3 separate regions of the Mus musculus genome follow, and regions 1 and 3 are each linked to region 2. A link is a contact called in public Hi-C and HiChIP or PLAC-seq data. All regions are on one chromosome and are shown on one strand. Each heading gives the region's core, a stretch centred on a gene start, on an enhancer-like site or on the middle of the called end of the contact. The rest is flanking DNA. Distances are from core to core; before and after follow the strand shown. Region 1 has its middle 16 kb from the start of Gm40207. Region 2 has its middle 120 kb from the start of Gm27521. Region 3 has its middle 41 kb from the start of E130114P18Rik.

The links. A called contact is a pair of places that touch in the nucleus more often than the background predicts. HiChIP or PLAC-seq counts read pairs in DNA pulled down with a chosen protein or histone mark.
Region 1: a contact with region 2 is called in a Hi-C map of neural progenitor cells, with 4 times the contacts expected there. The contact joins two enhancer-like sites. A contact is called at or near these places in 3 of 484 Hi-C or Micro-C datasets (cerebellar granule neurons and neural progenitor cells) and 1 of 115 datasets of contacts at active chromatin or transcription factors (stem cell-derived neural progenitor cells).
Region 3: an H3K27ac HiChIP or PLAC-seq map of oligodendrocyte precursor cells shows a contact between it and region 2, with 12 times the contacts expected there. The contact joins two enhancer-like sites. A contact is called at or near these places in 11 of 484 Hi-C or Micro-C datasets (adipose-derived mesenchymal stem cells, embryonic fibroblasts, embryonic stem cells and 6 more) and 2 of 115 datasets of contacts at active chromatin or transcription factors (oligodendrocyte precursor cells and stem cell-derived neural progenitor cells).

Annotation. Positions count from the first base shown.
Region 1 is chr4:97,430,692-97,434,267 of GRCm38.p6, forward strand. No RefSeq gene overlaps it. Among named protein-coding and RNA genes, the nearest start is that of Gm40207, 16 kb to the left of the region's middle. Within about 2 kb of position 2,245, at least 12 of the 459 cell types and tissues checked have an H3K27ac peak or open chromatin away from gene starts, as enhancers often do. A contact at or near this core is called in neural progenitor cells, where this site is marked.
Region 2 is chr4:97,034,741-97,038,726 of GRCm38.p6, forward strand. No RefSeq gene overlaps it. Among named protein-coding and RNA genes, the nearest start is that of Gm27521, 120 kb to the left of the region's middle. Within about 2 kb of position 1,986, at least 11 of the 459 cell types and tissues checked have an H3K27ac peak or open chromatin away from gene starts, as enhancers often do. A contact at or near this core is called in neural progenitor cells and oligodendrocyte precursor cells, where this site is marked.
Region 3 is chr4:97,542,181-97,545,933 of GRCm38.p6, forward strand. No RefSeq gene overlaps it. Among named protein-coding and RNA genes, the nearest start is that of E130114P18Rik, 41 kb to the right of the region's middle. Within about 2 kb of position 2,096, at least 41 of the 459 cell types and tissues checked have an H3K27ac peak or open chromatin away from gene starts, as enhancers often do. A contact at or near this core is called in neural progenitor cells and oligodendrocyte precursor cells, where this site is marked.

The sequences.
Region 1 (3,576 bases), core at 995-3,494, 400 kb after region 2:
TGACCAGGAATTTAGTTTTACAGTTGATTCCAAAGGGCCCTGGGGACACTGAACAAAAAAGTTTGTTTAGATTTTGACCTTACATGATTGAGTGACCCAGGCCAGTGAATGAACACCTCTGAGCTTCTACGACCCTATCTGTATCACTGACTTGGATTAGATGATCAATAAAATACCTTCAGTTTACTAGTTCTTCATTCATTCAGTTCCTACTGGTTGAGCTTCTAGTCTGTATCTGACAGTGGTAAAAACAGAGAAATATAACCAAATCTTTCATTTAAAGTTAAATGTGTGCATACTCCTAGATTCCCAAGACTATGATGCTGAAGAAGGAGGCTAGTGAATTCCTGAATAGTTTGGCTATATCCTGAGACTCTTTATCAAATGAAAATTGAAATACATGTGAACATGTCCTCAGATCTTTAAGTGGACAGACAGACAGACGCATCATCAGCATATGTGGTAAAGAATAATGTTGCTCAATGACCATCCACATAGGCTGAGCACAAAGCAGGTGACTCTTCTTCTAGAAGTAGCAAAGATTTTACAGCATGCCAGCATGATGCTTATACCAGCCCTGAAAAAAAAAAAATAGAGACAATATGGCATTTCATCAGCAGGAAGAGAGCAAATAGAGACAGGCTTAACGGTTCAGACTTAATTTGAATTTCTTAGAACATAGAGATGAGAAGGATGCAAAGCAGCTAGAGATGCAGACAGGAGCCAGACCATGGAAAACCAAATTAGCTTGGCCAACACAATGAAGGCTTGTGATCAGGAGCTAATATGACCAATCTGAATTCAGTAAATGTCATTCTGGTTGCCGTAGAGACTGGAGACAGGAAGGAACAAGGGTTGAGCCAGGATGAAAATAAAAATATCTACTATATTCTGGAGGTTGAATCAGCATTTAAGGGATGCCAGTAGACTTATAGAGGAAGGTATAAAAGTAATAGCTTTCTTGGAATGCTGTGTACAATTCTTTTATTTATATAGTTTTTTCCTATGTAACAAGTAATTTTCTAAGCACTTAAAACTATTTATCATACCAAATCTGTGAGCCCAGGATTAGCATGACCCTACATAACAAATGAGGAAAATGATACCTTGAATGGTTGAATCATTTGGCCAAGCTCTAATTGCACATAAACAAGTTTTTTCCCCATCAAAGCCACTAAAGCTGCACTAACAAGTATGACTTCGAGAGTACTAGCTTAAGTCATGCCATTTATTTCTGTACTAGAAATAGAACAGACTATATGAAATAATAAAGGTTGGAGGGGGGACTTGCTAATCAAGCTTCCTATGGTATTGTAATAGACAATCCCATGAAGAACTGGGCAAGTTTATGTGAAGTAGAAGACAAAGTCATAGCTGGAGACAGAGACTTGAAGGTTGGCTGTCTATGTAAATGGCAATGGTCATCAAAATAGTGGCCAGGATAGCTCAGCACTGTCACTGACTGGCACAACTCACAGGGAATGACAGGATTGTGTTCTCATGGCACATCTCGTTTTCATTGAAGGCTAAGAACTGTTCCTCATTTCCTATGCAACATTCATGATTCCATGGTTGTGAGCTAGCTCTCATGTTCTGAAATACACAGAAAGGCTCAAATGGGTAACTGACAGGAAATGAGACTTGGATAGAAATAAGGAATTGAGGAAGTTGAACCTCTCTTGCAACCTTTAAAAAGCCTGCTTAATACACCCATCTTTAATATTTTAGAACCTAATTGGTACAAAACATTGGACCTGCAATTTGGTCATACTCATTATGTATTTACATTCCTTTTATTAAAATATAGTAGAAATGAATAATTGAAAGATCAGAGCTTAAAATGATTTTGCAGCTAAAAGTTAAAGCTTGAAAACTGATCTACAAATAATTACTATATCCACTTAAAATTTAAAGACTGTTTAATTTTATTTTTAGAGCCCAAAGAATCCCAACAGACTTCATAAGAAGCAAAAAGAACACTCGCTGGCTGTGGGCACTCCACCTCATTCAGATGCAGCCCTTTCTATCATTGCTTGTAGCAGTTAAATACAGTAAACCATTACTTTGTGCCAGGCACTGGACTGTGTACCTTCTATCCATTGGAAATTCACAATGCCAGTCAAAAAAAAGGTTACTTTCTTCATTTTAAGGATAATGAAAGCATATTTGAGAGATTACTCATTTCCTCGGGCTCATTCAGTGAGACATGGTAAGCTGAAACTGCTCAATACAACTCATTCTAGAGTGTTACAGTGAGCAGTTTCTCAGGCTCCAGGTTCCAGCTATGTCTTTAGTGTCTGAATTCTTTAGTGCTCTCTAGAATGCCTGAGAAGTACTTTGTAACAGCATCCTCTCTTCTTTCTTCCAGACAAATCAAACCCTCACACAACCTCCACCACCAAACAGCCAGAGGTGACACTGAGTTCTTTTTATCCCTTCCTTATTTGGCTGCACCATTTACATTGTTACTTGAAACTGTGAGATTCCCGTTGAAGTCTATATTTCCCTAAATGCCACGAGCTCTCTTCAGCTTAAACTTGTGACACATTGCAATGTAAGCTTCACTTCAAACATTAAATATTATCAAATAAACTCAGAAGTGCTCTGAGAAATGATGAGACCCATAATAAATAGTGCCTCTGTTGTCCCCTCAGGTATTGAATGAGTAACATAACAGATGAGTGGAAGCAGAGAGTCAAGAATCATTTTTTTAAGTTGCTACTTGAGTTTTTAATAGCTAGTCTGAATGTTCTAAATAACATCAGTAAACCACCTGAATTAGCCACCCCAAACTTTTACATCTCAGAACTTAGAGCCACTTTTGGAGTTATTTTCCAATACCACTTGTCCTTTCTTATATTACCTTTAGGTTTAAATCTTACCTGAGATTTTTATCCCTTTAACATAAACAGACAAATACTACACCTTATGATGACTTGATGATCATTTTATCTCTTCTTTCACTCAATAGTTTCTCCAGTTCATAGACCCCTCTACTTACCATTAGTAGGCTTCTCTTTAAGTCTTACCCCTACCTAGCCCAAGTTCCTGGACCCTAACTTCAACATTGACTTGTTTCTACAATTACCAATTCCTTCAGCCTCACTAGCCTGATGTGCTACTTACCTGTCCTATGTTAGTCTAATTGTCTGTTTAATGCTTTACCTTCAATATAATAAGGTGAGGATTTATTCCTTATTCATTGATATGTAATTAAAACAGAGTCACCGTTCTTATCTGTGGGTAAAATGTGGTAACCTGGTGCATGCGAACAAGTACAGTAATAAATCAGAGACTGAACCACTTCCTGCTCCTCAAATGTTTAGCATTTGTGTTTAATACACACAAATTCCTCTCTTCTAGTTCTTAATTTAGTTCACTGAAATTTGCATTTCACAATTTCATATATAGTGTATTCACATAATTCCCACTTCCTACTCTCTCACCTGTGTCCATTTTACCTTTTGCTTCTGAATCTCTTTCATCAGTTCGTGTCTTTCTGTTTCATATTGTGAGTTCTGACATAAACCAAAGCCATATGAGTGATCGTGGATTTGGAAACTTCTACTGGAGTTT
Region 2 (3,986 bases), core at 736-3,235:
TGATTTTGATATCTGGCTTATATGGGCATTGTAACATGAGCTTAGTAGTGCTTATTTCATGTCTATTTTGTGGAACAGTTTGAGGAACACTGGAATTAGCTCTTCTTAAATGTTTGGAAGTCGCTTTTAGTCAGGCTTCTTTTTGTTTGCTTTGGAATGACTATGTTATTACTATTTAATATTATTCCTGAAAGTCTACACGATAAAATTTTATGAGGATAAATATAAGCAATAGTCTTTTAGCATTAATTATAGTATAAAAGGAAGATGACTTTAGAAAAGCAATGCTTATCAGTAATTGAATGATTAATGTTTTATTAGATAAGAACTATAAGTTGAAGAGCATGCAGTATAATGTTTATTTTAGAAAAAATTATAAAAGTCAGTGTTTACATAGAAGTCTACTTAATGATGGTCAGGAGTGGACAAAAGTTTGGGGAAGGATACAGGAAAGAAAAGTAGCACGATGTGCCATCTGTCTGAGCTACTTTTCTATGGAATGCACCTCCCCATACCTATGCACCCACTGCCTGTGGGAGCTGAGCCATTCATCATGACCATAAGCTTCTAGGACACCTTGGCCCGTCAGCTTCCTGGTCATGGCAATGTGTTTCACAATGTAGGTATTAAATAATTAATAACCAATAATCATATGGTAACATGTGCTGACAGGTATAGTAATAACCTAAGAAGAATTCACATATGAATGGTGGGTATTAGTTAAGAGAAAGCCACAATATTCTGCTGTCTGTATAATATGATCAGTGTGCACACAAATACTATAAAATGACCTGAAAAAGCCAAAGCCTTACTTTGAAAATAACAAGAGGCTGGGCATGGCTTTCTTCAGTACTGCTGTTTAGATAGAGCCATAGAAATCCATTCTAAAACAATACAATGTTAAACAATCTTGATTAAATAATGTGGCATAGTTACCCCCCTTATTATATATTCTTTATATTTGAAAACCAAGGAAAAATAAAGAAAGGAAGGAAGGAAGGAAGGAAGGAAGGAAGGAAGGAAGGAAGGAAAAGAAAGAAAGAAAGAAAGAAAGAAAGAAAGAAAGAAAGAAAGAAAGAAAATAAGGAAGGAAGGAAGGAAAAAGGAAGGAATGAAGGAAGAAAGGAAGAAAGAAAGAGAGAGAGAGAGAGAAAGAAAGAAAGAAAGAAAGAAAGAAAGAAAGAAAGAAAGAAAGAAAGAAAGAAAGAGAGAAAGAAAGAAAGAAAAATACATCTTCAGGTCCCCACTCTCACATTACTGTGAGCCCTAGCCACAGATAGCACACAAAGTAAAAATCCTCTGTTTTGGCTTCTTTTTTACTGCCTGAAGCTCTTGACACCTATCCATCACTGGCTCTGGCCACTCAGCTTTGATCCATGTGGTCATAAGCTTCTTGGATTCCTTGCTCCTTCAGTCTCATGGTCATACCATATTTTGCATAGGTGGGTATTCAATAATCATTTGGCTAACTGTATTGAAAGGAATGGAGTTTAATGAATAATATTTATATAATTTATATGGGAAAGGGATTTAAACAAAACAAAATAAGGGTATTACCCAGAATACCCAGTCACTTATGGTCTACAATGGTAGTAAGAAGGTAACATTGAAGTTCTTATCTGGGAAAAACTAATGGGCTAAGAAGAATAAAGACATATACATGATGTGCATGCATCATGTACACATAAATATATATGAATAAGATGGATTGCTTGATGAATACAGTTGCACTGAGTCAATTGTATAAGCGCTTTTGCATACGAAAAAAGTAAAATAGTAGGAACAGACTTTCAGTAAAACAAATATGTGTTAGTCCACAGCATATAATTGTTCCATCATGTAATCCAGGCATACTTAATCTGGTTCTTACAAAGTTCTCACATGCTCTCCAACAATAGGGTTTTTTTTTTTCTAGCACAATGAGAAACATGTGATGATCTCACTGTTTTCTGTCTATGATCTCCACATCTCCACCCTGAGCTCCATGCAGCCCAGGCTTTTTTCCTCAGCTGGCAGGCACAAACCCCAGATGCCAGGCTGTAGAGGATATGTATTTGCTGCATCTGGTTTCTTAGCAGATTCGACAAGCCTCTGTGCTGGCAGCTGAAGAAATGCCTTTGGGCTGATCACATGGTGAAAACTCCCAACTGGCTGGAACAATCAGCAACTGTGATTCAGCTGGACACTGGACGGTTGATTTTGCCCATCCTCTGATGTCTTGGATAAGTGATTAGTGGCTTTTGTCTTGAAAAGTATGCTCCCAAATGACAGTCCAGACCAAGAACTAGCCTGTACTCTCACCTCTTATAATCTTATAAGTTGTACACAACTGAATTTTGTTTCCTTCATCAATGAGAATTTTCCCAGAAACATGGACTACAGAATGTCTTTCACATAGGATGCCTGTCACAGCAGCACTTTACATTTGGAAGGAAAATTAAGTCAGTTAGTAAAGCTCCCTAAATTTTCTGATGAAAAAAAAAAAAAGCAGGCTTTGAAAAGGGAGAGGATTTTGATCAGATACATAGAAAGCAGAACAAAGCAAAGCCCACTGGCACGAATGCTGCAAATGAGCACATATAGAATGAAAGATGAAGAGCAGAAAAAAATTGCACCTGAGGATGAAAAACCACAGCCAAGTGGTTTTGTGTATTCTCTGTATCAGGAGAGGCACCCTGTGGACAAGAAGACAAGTAAAACAAATATCCTGTGCAAGTTACACTAATGGGGGCCACCTATTCTCAAGGCCTGAACTCTTACAATATAAAATTCTGTAATTCCACTCAGAATTTATTAATATGTGACAGTTTAAATAAGATAATCCATTCTGTATGCAACAAGATTATGGATTTTAGAAACAAATGTTGAGAGCTTGTCATATTAACACATACCGTGCTTTATAAGGAGTGGTTATCATAACTTAGAAGGTGAAATTGCCAATAAAGCAGGAGTGTAAGAGCAGGGTCACAGAGTGAGTTTTCTGACTGTGTTCCTGGTGGGAATCATGTAATCAGCCAGGGAGGATGTCCTGACACACATAAGTGCATCCACAGCTGCCACAATTGTACCAATTCCCTCAGCTGCAGTGAACAGCCATTTCCAGCAGGGGACATCCACAGCTCAGACAAGAGAATCTTGTCCAGCCCAGAAATGATGAATGGAGATGATCCAGCACTTAGATATGAGCCAAAAACCAGCCAGGACGACACTCATCCCATAGAAACCAAAGTTCTGGAAAGAAGACCTTCCAGAACTCTTGAACTGTGAGCAGCTACGAATGCCAGTAAATCTGAGTTTCTCTTACTTTATTTACAAGCTGAGGCTGGACAAAGACATTGAACCTTGCTAAAGGAGTGGGAATGGGGGTATGACACATTCTCTTGAGCCTGTGACAGATCAAGGTAACCAGGTGCCAGAGACTCACAGTTATGGCACAGCCATGCTGGCAAGACTGTGTGGCTTGGAATTTTCTTTGGCTGCTATCTGGATCCCAGGCTTTGTTTATTATCTGCTCAGGAGCCAGAAAGAAGATGGCTACACATTAGATTTGTCCTTATGACAGTAGTAGGCTACCACATATCTAATAACCATCTCTGGGGGGGGGTGTACATGTGGTTACATAACTAGATTTATATTTTACTCTGATATGTAGATTCAATTTACCCACCCTGTGAAGTAGGCAAGTTTATGGTATAATTCTCACACTTCAGTCATTTTTGCTAAATTCTTGTCATTCTGACCAACTTAGTGCTGCAACTCAAGCCTAATGTGACATAATCAGTGTATGTGTTTGCTTCCTATCGGGATCAGCAAAGAACATTGCAATGAGGATGGCAGTGTTAGGAATGTTTGAAGGTGTTTTTATTTATATTATCAAGGAATGATAAAGTAAATCAATAGAAATGTACACTCAAACTTCCTTTATTAATTCCATGGGACAGATCATTGCTGAAGCCTTCTACAGTCTTTGAATACTGAAAATATTC
Region 3 (3,753 bases), core at 846-3,345, 510 kb after region 2:
CACTGGAAAGAGAGGCCCATTGGACTTGCAAACTTTATATGCCCCAGTACAGGGGAACACCAAGGCCAAAAAGGGGGAGTGGGTTGGTAGGGGAGTGGGGGGGTGGGTATGGGGGACTTTTGGGATAGCATTGGAAATGTAAATGAGGAAAATACCTAATAAAAATTTTTTTAAAACTAAGACAATAAACTAATTTCTAAATCTTAAAAAAAAAAAAGACACAGGTCCTAGGTCTTGTGGGTTTAAGTCCTACCTCATGTCTCGAACCCACAGTCTAATGCCACATTTCAAGGCCAGTTTCTTTCTACTAGCTTTGTGAGACAAATGATGCCCAAATTCTACATTTCAATATTCTACCTGTGAACATCAAAGCAAATATACACCTAAGAAGCTTGCAAAAGTTATATTTATAATTGTGCATTTACGTGTGTGTAACTGTCCTGTATTTATTTAGTAGGAAACTAAGGTTTGTCATATTCTTACCCTCTATCTCCTTGTTCTTGCTTCTTATTGTCTTATTAGGCCAATGAACACCTTTTATAAGAATAGCGGAGCAGGGCAGTGGTGGTGCATGTCTTTAATCCCAGCACTCGGGAGGCAGAGGCAGGGAGATTTCTGAGTTTGAGTCCAGCCTAGTCTACAAAGTGAGTTCCAGGACAGCCAGGGCCACACAGAGAAACCCTGTCTAGAAAAAACAAAACAAAACAAAACAAAACAAAACAAAACAAAACAAAACAAAAAAAAACAAAAGGAATATCAGTATGCATTAACCTTCTGCTGTTATTGCTAGCTACATGAATGATATCACAGGATTTCATTTTCCTATCTGAGACCTAAGACTTTGCCTAGCAGTCTGCTTAGGAAACCCATTCCCACAAGCATTGTGCCAAGGATGATAATTCTCCCCCAGGGCAAATCTACATGCCTAAATCACTCCCTAAAAGCAAGAAGAAGAAAGCTGGTTTGAAAGGGCTTGTTTATTTTGTCACTTTTCCCACAGGCAAGGGCATTGCAGGCAATGGTGAGTAGGAAAATGAGACTATAAAGAAATATCTGACAGTGCTTCCTTAATCGTGGTCCACATCTGCTGATCCAGCCAAAAGTGAGGGGGCAGAGGTGAACTTTGCTATGCCATGGTGAATAATGCAATCATACGTTGGATACCAAACTACATTTAACTGCCATATAAATCCTGCCTGCCTCCATACCACACCTCATTATCTCACAGGAAATGTATAGTTTCCACAAAGTCAAATATGCTCCGACCTGTGCCTCTGAAGCTGAGATGGAGATGCAGGGCTGAGAATCATGTGCTTGCTGCACCAGCAGTCCAGCTTCCCTGGAACACATAAGGAACCCTACGCAGACATCCTTAGCATTCACTTGTCATGGGCCATCAGGCAAAACACTTGAACATGCTGCTTTAGAGCTGCCAAATAGAAAATGGGAGTACTCCTTCCTGCCTTGAAAATTAGGAGGTACAAAGATCTTAGCAAATCATTCAAGGTCAAAATCAAACCTATAGCTGAAGATCTGGATGAACATTGACACAAAGTCTGTCTTGACTCACAGTGTCCTTTCCCCCAAAACAACAACAAAAAGTCCTGTCTGTATTTGTATCATTATGGTACTTTGGTCGAAGCAAACTGGGCTAAATCAAACCCTTAGCAATGGCACTTGCTATTTAGGGCCTCTTATTCTCAACAGGCTGAGTTATGCAGATTCCCGAAGAGGATGAAAAAGTGTCAAACGGACACAAGTGTAAATGTCCAAGCCTGATTCTAAAGAACGTGATGAGGTAGCAGAAATTGTATAAGAAAGTGCAGGGGAAACTATCTCGACCTCTGGAGGGGAGAGGAGGGCCATCCGGCAAGCGCTCTGCCTGTGTTCAGAAGGGGAAGGAGCAGGTTGGGTTGGTTTTGCCTTGTTGTCAGCTGCAGGAACTGAGAAGCCCTGTCCAGGTTCAATGCTCCATTCTTAAAGTGGTGAACAAAATCCCTCTTTGTTCCCCAATGAAACTTATCTCTGAAGAGCTGAACCACTTCCTGTGAGATACAGCCCTGCAGATGTGTCCTGCAAGACCCACCCCACTGCTCTGTCTTCAGTCAAAAGGGCAAGAATGATCACTTTGTACTGCTGCCTGAAAACGACACTGACTCCTCTGATCTCAACTGGGGTTACCAAGTGGATAAAGCTTCCTGCTCAGAAGAGAGTCGAAGTGAGTGTCTGTGTGTGTGTGTGTGTGTGTGTGTGTGTGTGTGTGTGTGCCTGTATGTGTGAGTTTCTGTGTGTCTTTTTGTGTGCCTGTGTGTGTGCCTGTGTGTGTGCTTGTGTGTGCATCTAAGTGTGTATCTGCATATGCATCTGTTTGTGTGTGCCTATGTGTTTCTTTTCTTCTTTTGTTAATTTGTTTAGTTATTTATAGAGCTAATAAAGGCAACAAGGAGGGTCAATGCAGCCATGTTTTCCAAACAGTATTTTGTGGAACGTGTCCAAAGATTGGAAGCACTAGCAGCCTGAGGCAGGGGATGAACTGAGTGAAGGCAGTAATTTGCCCCTGGACCCTTCCAACTGCCTGCTGTCCTTTGCTAATACCAACAGTCAAAGAAGTTCTAAAATTTGATGTGTCAAAGTTAATAGCATTTCATCGCAACAAAGACTTGTTTAGATATAAAACGTTTTGTTATGTAACCTACTACTCTGGGGGTTACAGATCCATCTAAAAATCTCCCCCTTCTTCCTGATAACACAGAGCTTCATGATTCTGAATCATTAACTCCAAATCTGGTCTCAGTGTCTTCCTCTATAAAATAAGGTGGTCCTAGCAGTATATATGGCTAGGCTTAGTATACTAACTGGATACTCCAGTTGAACATGTCTTCACATCTATTAACACTGACAAATTGTTATCAATGCACTTTTAGAGTCAGACTCTCTCTTTATCTTGGGAAGTCAAAAGTGATAAATATAATCTTTCATGGAGAAATCCACAATCTGAGTTATAAACAGAAACGAAACAATGAGAGGTAACATGTCTTGAACTTAGCAAGTGGCAAGCTGTTATTTCAAATTATACATTTCCTAACATCTTCCTCTGGGCACTGTTGAACAGATACTAGCCTCAAAGTTGCCTCAGAACTTAAGAAAAATGCACTTTTACACAGATGGAAAGATACAATGAAGACACCATCAAACATGTTACAAAATGCTAGAGAGGGATCAAGGACCAACAACAGTGTCCAGAAGTGTTCTAAACAGCCATCATATGCTTTTCTCTTCAGAGATGACTATGAAGAGCTTTAGCGAGGAGGATGAGCATTTCCACATTGATAGCCCTCTTCTTGGCAGCCCTAAGTTTAAGGTTCATGGAAAAAAATATCCCTTGTATTACAGCACATACACCTCACACATGTCAGGAGAGGAAATGATGACCCAGCCATTCAAGTTAAATGATGAGTTAAAAGTCCACTAAAAGGAAGTACATCTGGAAGCCTGCCCAAGCTCACCATCACCTGGATGTGTGGTTTGCTTAATTTTTAATATCCTGCCTTTCCTCATTGGTAAATGGAATAGCAATTACCTATTCGAAGGCATTGGTGTGCTACAGAGTCGGCCATTTCCTCATCTCTAACAATCTCGTTGCTACACTCTGCGCTCCCCGATGTTGTACAAGCCCTATTTTTCTCTGAAATCACTCCAGTGAAAAAGGTTCCTCAGAGCAGACTGAAACTTTCATTACAAAAAAGATGATGG